Linked DNA regions of Mus musculus: region 2 is linked to region 1. A link is a contact called in public HiChIP or PLAC-seq data. All regions are on one chromosome and are shown on one strand. The core of a region is the stretch at or near the end of the contact, and the rest is flanking DNA. Distances in the headings are between cores, read along the strand shown. Region 1 holds the start of Slc7a4 (solute carrier family 7 (cationic amino acid transporter, y+ system), member 4). Region 2 holds the start of Med15 (mediator complex subunit 15).

What was found. HiChIP or PLAC-seq counts read pairs in DNA pulled down with a chosen protein or histone mark.
Region 2: a FOXA1 HiChIP or PLAC-seq map of pancreatic cancer cells shows a contact between it and region 1. The contact joins the promoter of Med15 here to the promoter of Slc7a4 in region 1. A contact is called at or near these places in 7 of 39 promoter capture datasets (the HPC-7 cell line, HPC-7-derived erythroid cells, cranial neural crest and 4 more), 7 of 484 Hi-C or Micro-C datasets (the G1E-ER4 cell line, the N1E-115 cell line, cardiomyocytes and 4 more), 4 of 115 datasets of contacts at active chromatin or transcription factors (the SCID.adh cell line, embryonic stem cells, epiblast stem cells and 1 more) and 3 of 9 other capture datasets (adipose tissue, liver and pancreatic islet).

What each region holds. Positions count from the first base shown.
Region 1 is chr16:17,573,497-17,579,464 of GRCm38.p6, reverse strand. Slc7a4 (solute carrier family 7 (cationic amino acid transporter, y+ system), member 4) reads left to right here and starts at 2,794. Exons shown (of 5, transcript NM_144852.3): 1 at 2,794-2,825; 2 at 3,500-4,513; 3 at 4,879-5,519; 4 at 5,801-5,909. The coding sequence starts at 3,532. It overlaps LOC115488657 (a long non-coding RNA gene), which reads right to left and starts at 3,586. Exons shown (of 2, transcript XR_003951946.1): 1 at 3,251-3,586; 2 at 2,708-3,051.
Region 2 is chr16:17,720,564-17,726,531 of GRCm38.p6, reverse strand. It overlaps Med15 (mediator complex subunit 15), which reads left to right and starts at 3,585. Exons shown (of 18, transcript NM_033609.3): 1 at 3,585-3,776. The coding sequence starts at 3,709. It also overlaps the pseudogene Gm6048.

The DNA.
Region 1 (5,968 bases), core at 1,545-4,044:
GCCGGAGACTGAATATTTGAAACCCCCAGTCCCTGCTCAGAGACATACCTTCAATAAGGCCACACCTCCTGAACCTTTTAATCAGTCTCTAATAGTGCCACTATCTGGTGATGAAGCATTCAAGTATATGAGCGGGAGGTGGGTGGGTGGGTGGGATTCTCATTCAAACCAATACTGGACTCGTTGAATATTTTTCCTGTGTCAATTGAAATGATTTTGTGGGTTTGATTATTTATTTTATCAGTATGCTATATTACATAGATTGCCTTTTATATATCAAGTCAACTTTGCATTCTTGGGATATATCCCGTGTGACTCTCGTGTGTGTGTGTGTGTGTGTGTGTGTGTGTGTGTGTAATTTGTTAGCATTTTTTCTTTTGAAAAGATTTTAGGGCTAGAGAGATTTCTCAGTGGCTGTTCTTCCAGAAAACCTGTGTTTGATTCCCAGTACTCACATGGCAACCCACAGCTGTCTGTAACTCCTGCTTTTGGGAATCCAGTACCCTAATACAGCCAATACCTGCAGCTAAAACATCAATGTACATAAAATAAAAATAAATAAACTAGGGTCTGGAGAGATGACTCAGTGGTAAAGAGTACATGTTGCTCTTGTATAGGACCCAAGTTCAGTTCCCATCACCCACATCAGGTGCTACAACTACCTATAACTCCAGCTCCAGGGGATCAGGTGTCCTCTTATGGCATATGTGGGCACTGTATGAGTTGCACATGTCTCTTGCCCACACATAAACACATAATTAGAATAATACAAATAAAATCTTAAAAAATACGACTTGTTAGGTAATATGTGTACAAGTATGTGTGTGCATGCATGCATGTGCACATGCCACAGTACACATGTAGAGGTCAGAGGACAACTGACTGCAGTCAGGTCTCTCCATCAAGCTTAGGGAGTGGAACTCAAATGTTCATGGTAGGCAGCAGGTGTCTGCCTGCTGAGCGGTCTCTCTGGCTCTTTGCTAGCATTTTGCTGAGGAGTCCTGGATCTACCCAAATATTACTGGCTGGGAGCTCAGTTTCTCATGTGCTGTTCATTTTAGTGTCAGGTACTCCAGGCCTTTCAGAGTCAGTGGGAAATGCGTCTTCCTGTCTTCCCTGGTGCTTCCTCTTCACGGCATCCTTAGAAGGCTACTCCGTGTCATGGCCTTGCTCACTGAGGTCCAGCACTTGCTCAACCTCATAACTAGAAAGTAGAACACATTGCTGCATCGCCCAGCGTTAGCATCAAATGCCAGTTGTATGCTGGTGCTTATGGTGGCGGTGAGATGAGGTTAGCACTACAGAAACGCCCAGGTCTCTCGGTCTGCTTGCTTCTTTCTAGGCTTTTGTGGAAGTGTCTCATGATGAGGAGCACTGGCTTGGTTAAGTCCAGGAAGTGAGGGCGAGGAGATGGGGGAGTGCGCTAAACAGCAGCAGCACCTTCAGATGATGTTGGCTATCAGGAGGTCACAGTGTTCCAAGTGTCCCTGTGTATCTGGAATGTCACCCAACCGCTTTGTCCTCATCTGAATGAGTCATGCAGACTGCATCCTAAGTTTCCAGTAATCATCCATAAATTTGAATATTTGTGTGTATGAAATATAGATTTTTAGTGGTGTATTTATATCACTCTATCATCATATATAATCAAGTATATATTATATAGTTGTATGTTTATTTTATTGCATATACATACTAACTACATTAGATATGTATTGTAGGTCAAATATATAAAGTTCTGGGAGAAACATGCCTACCTCGGTTTTGCCCGACTTGGCTTTGCTGGGCTATTGTCTTGCTGTCAACAAGTCAGCACCTCACCACATATGTATTGCCACACATACATATATGAAAACTATGTATACATACTTATACATGGTCTTCAATCTTTTGATCCTCCAAGTGCCAGAATTACAGGCATAGGTCACCCTACCTAGCTGCCACCTTTGTTTTCAATCTGAGAAGAAGAGAGAGAGAAAAGATTCCTCAGAGCTAAGCATAAGCGGACTCTGGAGATTTTATGCCGTAGCTGACCCAGGCACCCTGATGGCGGGAACGCTGGTGACAAATGCGGAGAGCTGCTGGCTATCATGAATGGAGAGTCCTTTAAGAATGTCCAGGTCCTGTCAGGTGCTCTGAGGCTGTCACTGATATTTGAGGGCCTAAGTGGCAGTCCTGCTGTAGAGTTGCAAGCTGTCTTCTGATGCTGGCTACTGTCCTTTTATGGGACACTACCAGACAGACAATAGCTTTGTAAATTCTGCCAATTCACAGAACACGTCCGGAAGGCTGCCCTCTCTAGCCTAGTGTGCAAGGTGCTTACTGCCACTCCACTGAGGTTTAGAGTGCCAGGGTCACTCTGCCAGACCCCTGTCTTCATCTCACTGTGCTGGACATTTGCAGGCTCCGTGGTGGGGACCTGGACGTTTTCCAATTGTAGTTGTGTTGGGGTGGAGGGAGATCAAGGAGAGTAATTGCTCTGGGGCGGTATCAGGCTTGGCTCTACCCCCAACCTGGACCCAGAGAAGGGGCTCAGCAGGTTAGTCGAGCAGGCTTCCTCACCTAGGGAGGTGGATGAAATGTGGAGTAAGCCCTAGGACCCAGGTCAGCTCTAGTCTCGATGTTGGAAGTTTACTCGCTTAGAGGGTTATTCTGATACGTGACGTGGTGCGGTGCGGGGACCCTGTACAGAACCCAACCAGTGATGTGAGTCGTGAGGCTCGGGTTTATCTGGCGCCTGGCAGCGAGGGGCGGGCCCTGCACGCAGGCGTTGTAAACTAGTGGGGCAGGCGCAGTGCGCACGGTGGCAGCGACGGCGACAGCAGGTGGGTCATAGCGGGTCTGGAGGGACCGCTGCTGCGGGAACGTAAATGCAAGAGAAGGCTTGGGCGTCTAGGGGCACAGGGACATGGCGGAGGCAGCTAGCCTCAGCAGCTGTGGCTGCGGAGCATATGGCGAGGGGAGGTGCACCACAGCTTTCACATCCGGGAATCGGGAATCGGGGCCCTTGCAGCTCTGGCCTCCTGGCTTCAGGTGAGCTGTTCCTCCAACCTGGCAGAAGAGGGGGTGATCGCTTTTCTCTGAGGCCATGTCCCTTTGGCCACGTTCCCGGCTGCAGGAGCGGCTCCTGTTCCGGGTCCTGACAACCTGGCACTGCTCCAGGGAAGCCTCCCATTTCTTCTTGCTCGTGGTGCAGCCTGTTCCAAGCCTGTTCTTAAGCAACCTCCCACTCACTCACAGAACCACCTACCTGGTTCGCAGGTCCGCTGCAGGTCTGCTTCTCTCTGCCAGTTCCACTGCCCTGAAAGCTGACAGGAAGGACTTCCATGCGTTCTATCCCTCTGCCCACAGTCCCTGACACGCGTCCCATTCAAGCCTTCTAAAGTAGGTCCATGGTGCAGCTGACCTGGGCTCCTAAGGAGAGGAGGCGAGGACTGGGGTGGGCTGTCTATGAAAGAATGGAGGATGGTTGGTTATTCCCGCTGTCTGTCCCCAGTAGGTTCCAGAAACTGGTTCAGTACTCCGTCTGCCATGGCCCGGGGACTGCCCAGTACTGCCTGTTTGGCACGCTTCTGCCAGAAACTGAACCGTCTGAAGCCACTGGAAGAGTCTAGCATGGAGACATCACTGCGGCGCTGCCTGTCCACACTGGACTTGACTCTACTGGGTGTGGGTGGCATGGTGGGATCTGGGCTCTATGTGCTCACAGGCACAGTGGCCAAGGACATGGCTGGCCCCGCTGTGCTCTTGTCCTTTTTGGTGGCCGCTGTAGCCTCCCTGCTGGCGGCCCTATGCTATGCAGAGTTTGGAGCCCGTGTGCCCCGTACTGGCTCAGCATACCTATTCACGTACGTGTCCATGGGGGAGATATGGGCATTCCTCATAGGCTGGAATGTGCTTCTAGAATACCTCATTGGAGGTGCCGCTGTAGCCCGTGCCTGGAGTGGCTATTTGGATGCCATCTTTAACCACAGCATTCGCAACTTCACGGAGTCTCACCTGGGCGTCTGGCAGGTGCCCTTCCTAGCTCACTATCCAGATTTTCTGGCCGCTGGCATTTTACTCGTGGCTTCTGCCTTTGTCTCCTGCGGAGCCCGAGTCTCCTCCTGGCTTAATCACACGTTCTCAGCCATCAGTCTGATTGTGATCCTCTTCATCATTGTCCTGGGTTTCATCCTGGCCCGTCCTCACAACTGGAGTGCAGAAGAAGGTGGTTTCGCACCCTTCGGCTTCTCTGGCATCCTGGCTGGCACAGCCACCTGTTTCTATGCCTTCGTGGGATTTGATGTTATTGCTGCCTCCAGTGAGGAGGCCAAAAACCCACGGTGGGCGGTGCCCATGGCCATCGCCATCTCCCTCAGCCTGGCAGCTGGTGCCTATATTCTGGTCTCCACTGTGTTAACCCTCATGGTACCTTGGCACAGCCTAGACCCTGACTCGGCGCTTGCTGATGCTTTCTACAGGCGGGGTTACAGCTGGGCTGGCTTCATTGTGGCAGTTGGCTCTATCTGTGGTAAGGGTCCCTTCTGGGCAGGGTGGGAGGGGACAAGGTAGAGGGCCCTGCCCCAAACCTCTCAAAATACTTCTATCCATGCTCCAGCTTTACTACTTGTATAATGAGTTCATGAAAACACAGACTTGCTGGCAGACCCTCTCCCCACAAATTGTACACAGAATATCAGTCTGGTGGCACAGGTTCTGCTTACAGGCAGACGGCGAGCTTTCAAAAGGTTCATTAATTGGCCTGAACAGAAGTGCCCCAGTCCTGGGTGGGAGGTGAGAAGCTGACACCCTCAGTACACATTCTATCTGTGAGCCTAGCAGTGGCCCGCTCTGAGCTTATCTGCTGTGCTGACTGCTCCCTGTGCTCTGCTGCAGCCATGAACACCGTCCTGCTCAGCAACCTCTTCTCCCTGCCGCGCATTGTCTACGCCATGGCTGCCGATGGGCTCTTCTTCCAGGTGTTTGCCCGTGTACACCCCCGGACACAGGTGCCTGTGGTAGGAATCCTGGTGTTTGGGGTCCTCATGGCCCTCCTGGCACTGCTGCTGGACCTTGAGGCACTGGTCCAGTTCCTATCCATCGGCACCCTGCTGGCCTATACCTTTGTAGCCACCAGCATCATTGTGCTGCGTTTCCAAAAAGCTTCTCCACCCAGCTCCCCTTGCCTAGCCAGCCCTGGCCCCACAGCTAAGAAATATGACTCCTTTTCGGACCATATACAGCTAGTGGGTGCTGAGCAGACCTCAATGTCTGAGCCTGGGCAGCTGCGGCCAGCCCTGAAGCCCTTCCTGGGCTTCCTGGATGGATGCAGCCCTGGAACCGCCGTGGCCTGGGCGCTTGGCATCTTGGTAGCCTCGGCTATCTCTCTGGCGTGTGTGCTGGTCTTCGGGAACTCAGACCTGCACCTCCCACAGTGGGGCTATGTCTTGCTGCTGGTCATCAGTGGTGCTGTCTTTCTGTCCAGCCTCCTGGTCCTGGGGGCTCATCAGCAGCAAAAGAAGCAAGACACTTTCCAGGTACACCTCCCTCCTCCCCCATGCCTCATTGATCCTGTTCCTTCTCAGTCCTCCCTGTTCCCTCTGCCTAGCCTCTTAGCCTACCTGAGAATGCACAGGGCTCATGGGGCTGGGGAGATAGGTTTGTCCGTTCTTACTTGCTCCAGCTTTCTGCGTGGTGTGGGTACACATGGCTCCAACTCTCCAGAGGTGAGGAAGGGTTCTGTGGAATTTCCACAGTCAGGCTCTGGGCTGGTGTATAGATCCTATAGCCACGCTCAGACTCACCCTTATACCCCCAGATCCCTTTGGTGCCCCTGACTCCAGCCCTGAGCATCCTTCTCAACACTTGCCTCATGCTGAAGCTGAGCTACCTGACCTGGCTACGCTTTATCTTCTGGCTGCTGGTCGGTGAGTGGGGCCTGGGCTTGGACTCAAGTGTATTACAATGGGAAGATCAAAGAGGTCAG
Region 2 (5,968 bases), core at 2,336-4,835, 150 kb before region 1:
CTTCCAGCTCTCCATCCCCTGCTGTATGTGTAGCCCAGAAATCTTCGCTCCTCAACCCTGACACTCCTTAGACCTGGCTTCTTCCATTCTTTGAAGAGGCTGCTCAGAGTCTGGTATCTGATCAGTAAACTCCCTCTCACATTTCTTTAGCCCATGCCTGAAACATCCTGAACTCTGTTGTAGCTGAACTTATATTCATCTGCAACCACATACATATGTGTATGTATTTTATTGGGTACTGTGTGAAATGAGTACATTTTGGCCATTATGATTGGAACAAAAGAAGCTGCACTATGTGTGACTAGATGACCAGAGTAGGCAAAGTGTTGCCATTGAAACCACTGTACCTTTTGAACGTTTTATTATTATTATTAATTATTATTTTGTTTGTTTTGTTTTTTGAGATGGGACTTCTCTGTGTCACAGTCCTGGCTGCCCTGGAACTCACTTTGTAGACCAGGCTGGTCTCAAACTCACAGAGACCAGATTTTCTCTGCCTCCCAAGTGCTGAGATTAAAGGTGTGCACCACCAAGGTTGGTTTGTGAACTTATTCTTTGTTTGTTTTTTGTTTTATTGGCAACTTAGAGTGTAAAGTATTTTATTTTTAACCTTCTAAAGTTTGAAAACAATGTAGCCCAGTTTAGGTGAGTTACCAAGCTAAATGTGTTTGCCTGGAGCTTAGTTCTGCCTGACAAGGAATTCCTAATACCCTAGGTGGGTGCCTGTGTAGCTACAAGTGGCAAACAGCCTGGACTCTACTGGGAATGGTCCTTTCCCCATCCCTTTGGTAGGAGCTTAACAAACATTAGGCGTTTTTCTTGTCTTATACGGCTAATGTGGGTCTGAATGTCGCCTGGGAGGCATGCACCACGAACAAGAAGTCGTCTTCATTCTTCTCATATGCCTTGGAGATAGTCTTACACATACTCACCACGCTGTGCCAGGTCACCACGAGGAAGAAGGCTTGACTATCGTTGAGCTGTTACCGCCTTCTCTTTCTGGTCATGAGCTTACCCATGTTGACGTGGTTGGGTTGATTTTGTCATGGACCGGCAGCTGCCTTTTCTGTTTATAATGCACTATTGAAATCTTTATGGGTGCAAGACATCTTCCACTCTCTGTGTGAAGCTTCCACGCTGTGTGAAGGTCTCTGACTACATGGCTTGGGGAATCTAAGATTTGGATAAAGGGGGCTGGAGAGATGGCACAGCAGTTAAGAACACCTACTTTTCTTCCAAAAGTCCTGAGTTCAAATCTCAGCAACTGCATGGTGGCTCACAACCATCCATAGTGAGATCTGAGATGCCCTCTTCTGGTATGTCTGAAGACAGCTATAGTGTACTTATTTATAATAATAAATAAATCTTTGGGCCGGAGTGAGCAGGGCCCACCGGAGCAAACAGAGGTTCTAAATTCAATTCCCAGCAACCACATGAAGGCTCACATCCATCTGTACAGATACAGTGTACTCATATACATAATAAATAAATAAATAAATAAATAAATAATCTTTAAAGGAAAGAAAGAAAGGAAGGCAGGAAGAAAGGAAGGAAGAAAAAAAGGAAGGAAGAAAAAGAAAGGAAGGAAGAAAGGCATGTACCACCATGCCTGGCTTTCCTATTCTTAAAAAAAAAAAAAAAAAGATTTAGATAAAGAACCTGAATTAGCTTTCTCCAGCTGTACTGCCAAATTTTGCCTCTCAAGGACTGGGATTAAAGTGGTGTACCACCATGCCTGCATCACCATGCCTGTATCACCATCACCGTGCCTGCACCACCAAGCACCACCATGCACCATCATGCATCACCACGCCTTCATCACCATGCACCACTATGTACTACCATGCCTGCACCACCATGCACTACCATGTCTTCATCACCATACACCACCATGCCTGAACCACCATGCTTGCACCACCATGCACCACCATGCCTCCACTACCATGCACTACCATGCACCACCATGTCTTCAGCACCATACCTGCACCACCATGCATCACCACGCACCACCATGCTTGGTGGTTTTGAATTTTCTTTTTAAGTTTTGTCATACTCAGTTTTTTTTTTTTTTTTTTTTTTTTTTTTTTTTTTTTTTCTTTTTTCCGGAGCTGAGGACCGAACCCAGGGCCTTGGGCTTGCTAGGCAAGCACTTTACCACTGAGCTAAATCCCCAACCCCCATACTCAGTTTTTTAAAGACTTACTTATTTTATGTATATGAGTATATTGTAACTGTCTTCAGACACACCAGAAGAGAGCAATAGATCAATGCTCTTAATGGCTGAGCCATCTCTCCAGCCCCCACACTCAGGGGTTTTTTTTTTTTTTTAGATTTATTTATTTATTTATTTCATGTATATACTGTAGCTGTCTTCAGATATTCTGGCACACCAAAACAGTACATTGGATGTGAGCCACCATGTGGTTGCTGGGAATTGAACACAGGACCTCTGGAAGAACAGTCAGTGCTCTTAACCTCTGAGCCATCTCTCCAGCCCTGACACTCAGTTTTTAATTCATTTGTGTTTAAGACTTTTCCAAAGGCCAAAAGTTTTTTTTTTTAAAGGGTGCTTTCTTCTATAATAATAAACACATGTATTTTATTTATTTCTTTATTTGTCTATTTATTTATTTATTTTGGGGTTCATTTTGGGTGTTGTTTGTTTTTGTTTGTTTGAGACAATGTGTCTCTACATAGGCCCTGGTTGTCCTGGAACTCAGTATGTAAACCAGGCTGCCTTGAATTCAACAGAGATCTGCCTGCCTCTGCCTCCCAAGTGCTGGGACAAACAAAGTTCTAAAATGAGGCCTTACATATTGTTGGAAAAAATGAAGACTTACAAAATTGGTTAGTTACCTTGTAATCTCTACTCTAAACTTAAATCATATAAACATTGAAAGGTGAACTCGAGACACATAAGCCCAGCAACAATTATCCACTTAGACCAAAATGTCCTGTATTAAGGGATGCACCACTAAGAAGCAAGGAATATGAACCACAGAGAAAACATTAACAGAAATAATGCTTTTGCTTTCCTTTTAAATATGGAGCTTAATGATTCAATGAGCAGAGATCCTAAACCTAACATTGCTTGTTGGTGAAATACTAGCTTTATTTTGATGACTGTAGAATGTACATATACTTATGTACACTTAACATATGTTAGAAATTAAAATCTCAATATTTAAATACCAAATTTATTTAAAATACCAAAAATATGTTATACATTAGCAATTATCCCAACACTGGCAACAAAATATACATAGACTCTGTATGTGTGTCTGTGTGTGGTGTGTGTGTGTCTATGTGTCCGCATGTGTGTCTCTCTCTGTCTCTGTATCTGTCTCTGTGTCTGTCTTTCTGTCTCTTTTTTCTGTCTTTCTCTCTGTTTCTGCCTCTGTCTGTGTTTCCGCCTCTGTATCTCTGTCTCTCCCTCTGTGTCTCCCTCTCCCCCTCTCCCCCTCTCCCCCTCTCCCCTTCTCCCTCTTCCCCTCTCCCCCTCTCCCCTTCCTCTCTTCCTCTCTCTTTCTGTGGCGCGCATGCGTATACAAAAGCAAGACTTCATTTCCCACAATTCTTCCTGTACTTCCGGCGTGGCCCAGTAGCGGGATCGCTCGGCTTCCGGGTTCGGGCCTGTCGCTGTGGTAGAGGCGGCGGCGCCGGGGGTGGCCGGTAGGGACTCGGGCTACAAGAGTAGGGGCTCCGGGCATGGACGTTTCGGGGCAGGAGACCGACTGGCGTAGCGCCGCCTTTCGGCAGAAGCTGGTCAGCCAAATGTGAGTGTGGCCTGGGGCAAGGACCGGTGGTCGGACCTTCCGGGCGGGGAGGGTGAGGCCGGGCTAGACCCGCTCTTGACCCTGGTCAGAAGCTGCGGTGTCCGCTGGGTGCCGGGGACGTACAAGGGTCCTCCTGGAGTCTCTCTGGCCTTTCTCGGCAGACAGGGACTGCTGGCTAGTTTTTCTGGGGAGGAACTCTGCAAACCCAGCTAGTGCCCTGGCTAGTGAGTCATCGTCCTGAGCCGCCTCGTCATTTGTGTGCAGATTTTCCTTTGCTTCGATTCGCACCGAATATAGAAAGAGAATGAGGCAGCCAGAGATTTTACACGGGTGCCGCGTGGCTTCTTTTATAAAATAAATAAATAAAACGAAAACCACATCAATGAGTTGGAGGAGGCTGGAAGGAAGGTAAATTGGAAGATTGATGTGTTTGGGTTGTAGGCAGTGGAATAGAAGAGTGCTCCGGTTTCTTCCACAAGGTGTGTCAACTTGGCCAAAGGGTAGCAGGAAATAGCTGTGGGAACTTCGGGAGTGAAGGGCAGGGATGCCCTCTGCCCACGGAGCACTGCAGAGTGCTTGTTGCACTTAGCCATTTTACTGAGTTTCCTAAAGTGTTCAGAAAATTGCCTGTGGCACAGCTTTTCCCCTGAGGGTTGGTACTGTCTGTCTGTAAAGAAACAGTACAGTCGTGCCAATGCTCAGTCATTTTTGTGGGTGCTAAAGTGTCAGTTGAGTAGACTGGAGCAGCCTCGAGTAGGTGACAGATTGAGCTCTAGAGAGAAAAGTAGGAGGGTGACAGGCCACCATTCCCAGCAGATGATTGTGAAAGCATCAGGATGGACGGCTGTAGGTGGAGAGTTCTGGGTCTTTGAAGCAAAGTAGTCAAGGATACATCATGAGGATGAGCAGATGCTGGCATGGTTAGTGTTGGGTGTTTTGGGCAAACAACTTGTACCCGTGGTTTTTTGTTTGTTTGTTTGTTTGTTTTTTAGTTTTTCGAGACAGGGTTTCTCTGTGTAGTCCTGGCTGTCCTGGAACTCAGAAATCTGCCTACTTCTACCTCCCAAGCGCTGGGATCACTGCCCGGCCCTTCCTCCAGTGTTTTACACGTGGTCTGCCTTGAGGTGGTGCAGCATTAGTGTTGGGAAGGCCCCTGAGTCCCTGGAGATGAATTAGGGACCCAAGAGAGGCCAAATAGGCAATTTGGGGAGTTTTTTTCCTTTGGAAGGGTTGGTGGGGGTTCTGTCTTTTTTTCATTTAGATCATATGGTCTCATGAGTTGATTGTAGAAGACTTGGTTGGCAGAGATCATAAAGACCAGTATTAAGTGCTGAACTTGAAAGAGGAAGACAGATTCCAGAGAAAGAGGAATGAATATGTGGACAATTGGTGACTAACTGGATGGAGGGGGTGGGGTGGGGTGGGGTGGAGTGAAGCAATGGACTAAATCGGGGAAGCATCAGTACAGTGGAGGGAGTGGGTACTGTGTCAGTGGCTTGGTACCGCCGCACAATAACCCTTGCACGGTTTTGCAGACAGTTCAGCAAACAAGTGTTTTGTTTCTTAATTGTTTTAGATTTAATTTATTTATATGAGTGTTTTGCTTGCCTGTATATAAGTGAACCATGTATATCTGATGATGTCAGAGGTCAGAAGAGCGTATAAGATTCCCTGGGATTGGAGCTACAGGGGGTTATGAACTGCCCTGTGAATTCTGGGAATCGAACCTGCTTCTTCTGTAAGAGCTCAGTGTGAGTGCTTCTAACCTCTGAGCCAAGTCTCCAGCCCACAAGTGCAGTATTGATGTACTTGAGTTATCTCTAAGTGAAGTCTTGAGAAATGGTCTGAGCTCCAGGGCAAGGATTCTTTGGGAAAGCCCAGTACAGTGGATCTGGAAGAGCAAGTTGTTATCACAGACAGTAGGGGAGAGCTGCAGAAGTATCTGAGGTCTGAGGGAAGACTGAAGTATACTGGATACACTGTAATGCCTTGTGAGTCCTGAGGTGCTTTCTACCTCTGTAAGATACTGCACTTGTATATTATTTTGTTTTGCTGTAATAACAATTACCATGCACTTAGCATCTTAAACAACACAGATTTATATTTGATCTTTTTTTTTTTTATGTCAGAGGCTCATGTAAGATTTGGTAGGTGTTAGTTTCAGGGTTGAAATCAATACGATGGCAATATAC